2 separate regions of the Zea mays genome follow, and region 1 is linked to region 2. A link is a contact called in public Hi-C data. All regions are on one chromosome and are shown on one strand. Each heading gives the region's core, a stretch centred on a gene start, on an enhancer-like site or on the middle of the called end of the contact. The rest is flanking DNA. Distances are from core to core; before and after follow the strand shown.

Region 1 (2,700 bases), core at 55-2,554, 440 kb before region 2:
TAACATGGTTGAGGTTTTTAATAACTGGGTTAAAGACCACAAAGACCTTCATGTGTGTGATTTGGCTGAGAAAATTAGAGAGATGACGATGGAGCTGTTTCACTCGGTGCACAAATCACTTCACAAGTGCCCGATGCAACAACCCAGCAGACTCCACCACCGACAAGGAAATGGCTAGTTAAGAAGATCACCCCCAAGAAGAGACTGAGGATTAGTGCTCAGAAGAAGCGTATCTCAACGAATTCTTTATGTTCACATGATACTTGAAGTCGACATTTTCCTGTGCAACAACCAGATGATAATCATGGCATACGAATATATTATTTTCCTATCAGTTTACTTGTACCCTTTCTAGCAACAAAAAATAGGAGTGTATGAGTTTGATAATACATACCACATTTGATGAGGCCTTAACTGCTTCAACCTTGTCGACGACAATGACGACGAACTGAACCGCAGCCTTGGCCTCCTTCTCAGCAACAACGGCCACGCATCTCGCCTCCGAAGCCGCGACGGCAGCAGCACGAGCCGCTTCTACAACATCGTCAACCACTTGGCTCGGAGGAAGATCCATCCGCAGAGGAGCAGAGAAAAGGCGACTAGGTTCCTGGATTGGGGAAGCAGACAGCGTGAACACGAAATGGCGGCTAGGGTTTTTGGATTGGGGATGCAGCCCGCGTCAACAAGAAACGGCGGCGCCAGACTTTTTGACGGCGTGAGCACAGAGTGAATTTAATGTTGACACCAAACCCAAATCTCCGTCTGTTGTCCATATCCGGAAGAGTCTGTCAGCTGCGTCTTCAAAACAGAAAAGCCAACACCAACGCCTCTATTTCATCGAATTCTCTTCTCTCTTCTTCCATAATGGCAATTGTCTCGACCTAGGCAAGTTCTGCCGTTCTGGAGCGGAGCTCAGCTCAGCTCAGCTCCTCCAGCTGTTTTCCTTGCGGAGGCCGCCACGGCTCTCGGCTGGGCCGCCGGGCTACCTCGCTAAGTTGTCCCTTGTTCGTCCGTTCGCAGCTCTCGCTGTCGCGTGGCGTGTCAGTGTGACAGTGCAAGACCGGGCGGACGGCACGTTGACACGGCCGGCCTCGCCTCGCCTGGCCCTGGCGTGGCGTTGGCGGCTGCGGCAAGGCAGGCAGCACGGGCCACTCGGATTTGCTGGTTAAAGCAACTTTAGAAAACCACTGCCGTAACTTGGAGTGCTTGGCTTCCTGGGTCGAGCGCGCCGTAACTAGTGCAAAAAAAAAACGAGAGAGATCGCCATTGCAGAGATCTAGTATTTGAAAACAGTTATTGGCCAGATCAATGGAGAGGATGCCCCACCTGACCTGAGCCGCTGCTTCCGTCCGTTTCGTGGTTCGCTCAAATCAAGGGACGGACGGGACGGGATCACGGGAGGCGGGACTCGCTCCTTTCCCATTTCACCCCACTCCACCACTCGGCCGCGGGCCGCCAGAAGCGGCAAGCAAGACGCCAAACCCGGCGTGTTCCCCCCTCCGTCCGGCCTCGGCCAGAGCCAGACGGCCACCAGTCACCACCCAGCCCCGCGCGAATTGGCCCCCACCCAAACCCGCAAATCCCCCCGCCCGCGCCAACCCAATCCCGCCTCCCTCCCACCACCCGCCTATGCTGCCGCCGCCCCGGCGCCGGCGCGCGCTCCACACCACGACGCCGCGGCACGGGCTGCCGCCGCGCCCATGAGGGACGGCGGCGACGGCGACGACGACGGCCACGCGACATCCCGCGCGACGAGGACGAAGAGGAAGCCGTCACGCGACCCGCGGCCGCGGCCGCGCGCCGACGGCGGGATGCGCATCGTGGTGCCGCTGCAGGGGGTGGTGCAGGGCCGGGGCGGCCTGGTGCTCGGCTCCCTCATCCCCTGCGCGCTCTTCTACTTCTTCCAGCTCTACATCAAGCGCAACCGCCCCGCGCCGGCGCCGGCGCCGGCGCCGGCGCCGGGCTCCCCGCCGCCCGCGGCCGCCTCCCCGATCCTCCGCTCCCACTCGCGGGGCCTCCTCACGCCGCGCGCCGCGCTGCCGTCGCTCTCCGCGCGCGGGGCCGTCGTGCGGGCCGGGGACGAGGACTCGCTCTACTACGCCGGTCTCCGTCGGTGCGCCGCCGACCCTTACCACCCCGCGTCCAACCCCGACGGTGTCGTCAACCTCGGCCTCGCCGAGAACCACGTACGGATCGTCTCATGGATACTCTATTTTGTTATCCGCTTCCCTGATTTTTCTGTACTGATGGATGGCCCGCCTGACTCCGCGCGCGCGCGCGCAGCTGTCGCTGGATTTGGTGGGGCGGTGGATGGAGGAGCACGCGGGGGCGGCGATGCTGGACGGCCTCGCGGCAGCCGGGGACGAGGTCAGGGACCTCACCATCAGGGGGCTCGCAACCTACCAGCCCTACGATGGGATACTTGCCTTGAAGATGGTAGGCTAACGGATCCCGCTCTGAATCGCCCTTTTTCTTTCTTTTTGTTTGATCCCCCGTCCCTAAAAAAACACACACATCCCCTATTCTTGCTGTGCTGCCGACGCCTCGGTTACATCGACCATGAAAAAGTTTGCCAATCTTCACTACTTTAGGATGCGATACTGCTTCATTCATCCTGTGGAGTAATATGATGGATTGTTCCTTTCCTCTCCGACAAGCAGTGTCTGTTGTATTGGCACTTTTTAGGGTGCTGTTTTCGTT
Region 2 (2,700 bases), core at 166-2,665:
CAGGATTCGAGTGTACAACTACAACAAAGGAAATGCTCTAGCCGTGTTGAAGTATCACAGTGCTTCGGTATGCTACTTGTCCATCTGATTGCGTTCTGTATTTTCTGCAGGCATCTAATGTTAATACTTTCTTCCTCTTCGCAGTGCAATGCAGTGACCTTCTCATCTGACTGCAAGCTCATGGCTTCCTGCTCGGCGGATACCACGGTTGCGCTGTGGGACCTCTATCCCCCAAAACCCCAAAGCAAAGCGGACATCACAGAAACAGACGAGGCCTCCTGCTAGCTCATGTAGTTTGGGCCTTCCTGATACCTTCTGGCAGAATTTTGGAGCTTCCGTGCAATGAAAATCTGAACTTGTCGCAACAGTGCAAGCGATTTATTCTTTTTCGTCAAAGAAAAGAGTAAGTTATGATGTGCCTTCCACAGGGAAACGCAAACGTATGCATGCAACTGTTGTTAGGAACGGTTCTCTTGATTTCTTTATTTTTCATTGAAATTCTACTCGGTTTCGTGGAACAGTTGTAGTGTCTCAAGAGCATGAAATTGATTTAAAGGCAAGGCAGTTGAAGAACTGACTCTTTGAATACTCAGATGATTGATTTGAACAAATTTCTGCAAATTTCCAGTACACTGTACACCTACATTTGCTACTGTTCGATCCAATGGCAGTACTGAACCGGGATGCAGTTCTTGCTGTTGTGCATGTCCAGGAAAGAGGGTATCGTATCCCAATGTTCCATGTAGTTGGGGGGTTCTATTGCTAGAAAAGAACATTAGTCCTTGCTGACTCGGTGACTCCAATGCGATGCGAGCCCATGAACGACGGTCCTAACCTTCACGCGCAACAGCCGCAATCGCCGCTCGTTCTAGTTCTTTGGCGTCGGCCAGCCACGGCCGCCTCAACGCCGCCGTATCTTCAACGTCACTTGCGGCATCCGACGACGGAGCCGAGGTGCCATCGAAGGTGCCGTCGAACGGCGCCTCGCAGAAGGCCATCGCGGCCACGAGCCTCTCCACCGGCCGCTTCTTCGCGGCTGCGGCCAGCCTCGCCTGTGCCGATGACGCCACGTCTCCGCCGGCTCCGGCCTCGGGGACGTTCGTTGCGCAGGCGCGGCCTCCGGCGGCACCTGACGACGGGGACCTTGTGCCGTCGAACGGCGCCTCGCAGAAGGCCACCATGGCCGCGAGCCTCTCCATCGGCCACTTCGCGGCCAGCAACGCCAGCCTCGACGACGCCATGCCATACCCGCCAGCCTTGGGGACGTTGGTCGAAGATGAGCTGTTCCCGGCGGCAAGCGAGGACGCAGGCGAGGTGCCGTCGAACGGTGCCTCGCAGAAGGCCATCATGGCGACGAGGCTCTCCATCGCCGCTTTCTCGAGCCTGTTCGAGTTCGATGTCGATTGGTTTTGGTCGAGGATGAGACGCAGGCGGCAGGCAGCGTTTATATATGCATATATGGACGCCCATAGCTATAGTTTGTTAACCTGGTTTGGATTCCTGCTCGGACATACTCCGTACGCCTCAATATCGTGCGGACTCCTAAGCAGGTCCGTAGTTGTAGCAACAAACTTGTCTGCTGCAGAGTTTCTTTCAGATTTATCACGTTTCAGTTAAGTTCAGATTAGATCGATAGGTATAGAATCCTGTAAGGATTTAGTTTTAGTTTGCCAGGTTGTTTGCCGAGTCAATTCTCGGTATAAATACCTATGCCTCGTTTCCTTCAGATGACTTAAATGATTGCAATGATGAAGTCACTATTGTAGACTTCGCTTTCATCGCCTGGCAGTCAATTACTCCCACTGTTTTCTTTTTTTATTTGTCACGGCGACAAATATTCAAGGGCGGACTGTATAGAGAGAGGTGCATAAGGCTACTCTAGTGCAAGCATTGAGGGGACATTTTTTTTGGCAGAGAATGCATACAATTATGGCACTCAGTAATTCTTATGAGTAGCTGGGGCTAAAAAAATGAAATGACTGAATGATTGAGTTTGTTCGTTTTATTTCCTATGATGATGTCTATTTTTTAGAATGAATAACCCGTTAAAATAATTTCTTTCTCGGTAATTCTTCTTTTTCCGTAATGTCAATTTTTTTAAGTGACAACACCTAACTGGCCCATTCAATTTCAAGCATTTGAATTTGGAATAAAAAAGTATAAAAAATCGTTGATGTAAACTTAGGCATGTTTGGTTGATATAACCTACAAACTCACCGAGATTGAGCGTCTTTGATGTGACGACGGCATGGATGTGCAGTGATTCCTTGAGGACTAGTTTGGGAACCAAAAAATCGGAGGGGATTAGAGGGACTAAAATTCTCTCCTTATTTAAAATTATATAAGAAGGAAATTTTAGTCCCTCTAATACCCTCCGGCATTTAGATTCCCAAACTAGCCCTGATGTAAACTTAGGGTCTGTTTGGTTGGAGTTATAGTAAACGCAAACCGAAATGGAATTAATCTGTAACGAAATACTATGGTGCTGTTTGGTACGTTGATTTAGTGCCGTAATCAGTTAACAGAGTAATCTATTACCATTGCTTTATGTTTGATTAGACTATACCATAAAGGATTGCAGTGGGATGCAATACCAGCCAATTCAAAATCATTACCGTTGCCTTTTGATTGTTAGCCAATTCCAATCCTTCTTTTTGATCCCACGCTGCAACCAAACATAGACCGGTAACCGTTTACAAT

The links. Hi-C and Micro-C count contacts between places; a contact is called where the count stands out from the background.
Region 1: a Hi-C map of ear shows a contact between it and region 2, with 3 times the contacts expected there. The contact joins the promoter of LOC100279580 here to the promoter of LOC100278286 in region 2. A contact is called at or near these places in 4 of 25 Hi-C or Micro-C datasets (ear, leaf and tassel) and 1 of 3 datasets of contacts at active chromatin or transcription factors (leaf).

Annotation. Positions count from the first base shown.
Region 1 is chr9:25,865,544-25,868,243 of Zm-B73-REFERENCE-NAM-5.0, reverse strand. It overlaps LOC100279580 (1-aminocyclopropane-1-carboxylate synthase3), which reads left to right and starts at 1,304. Exons shown (of 4, transcript NM_001152577.2): 1 at 1,304-2,186; 2 at 2,284-2,436. The coding sequence starts at 1,701.
Region 2 is chr9:25,424,348-25,427,047 of Zm-B73-REFERENCE-NAM-5.0, reverse strand. It overlaps LOC100278286, which reads right to left and starts at 1,415. Exons shown (of 1, transcript NM_001151609.1): 1 at 598-1,415. The coding sequence starts at 1,367. The coding sequence ends at 831. LOC100281713 reads left to right here. Exons shown (of 14, transcript NM_001368085.1): 13 at 4-67; 14 at 145-591. The coding sequence ends at 285.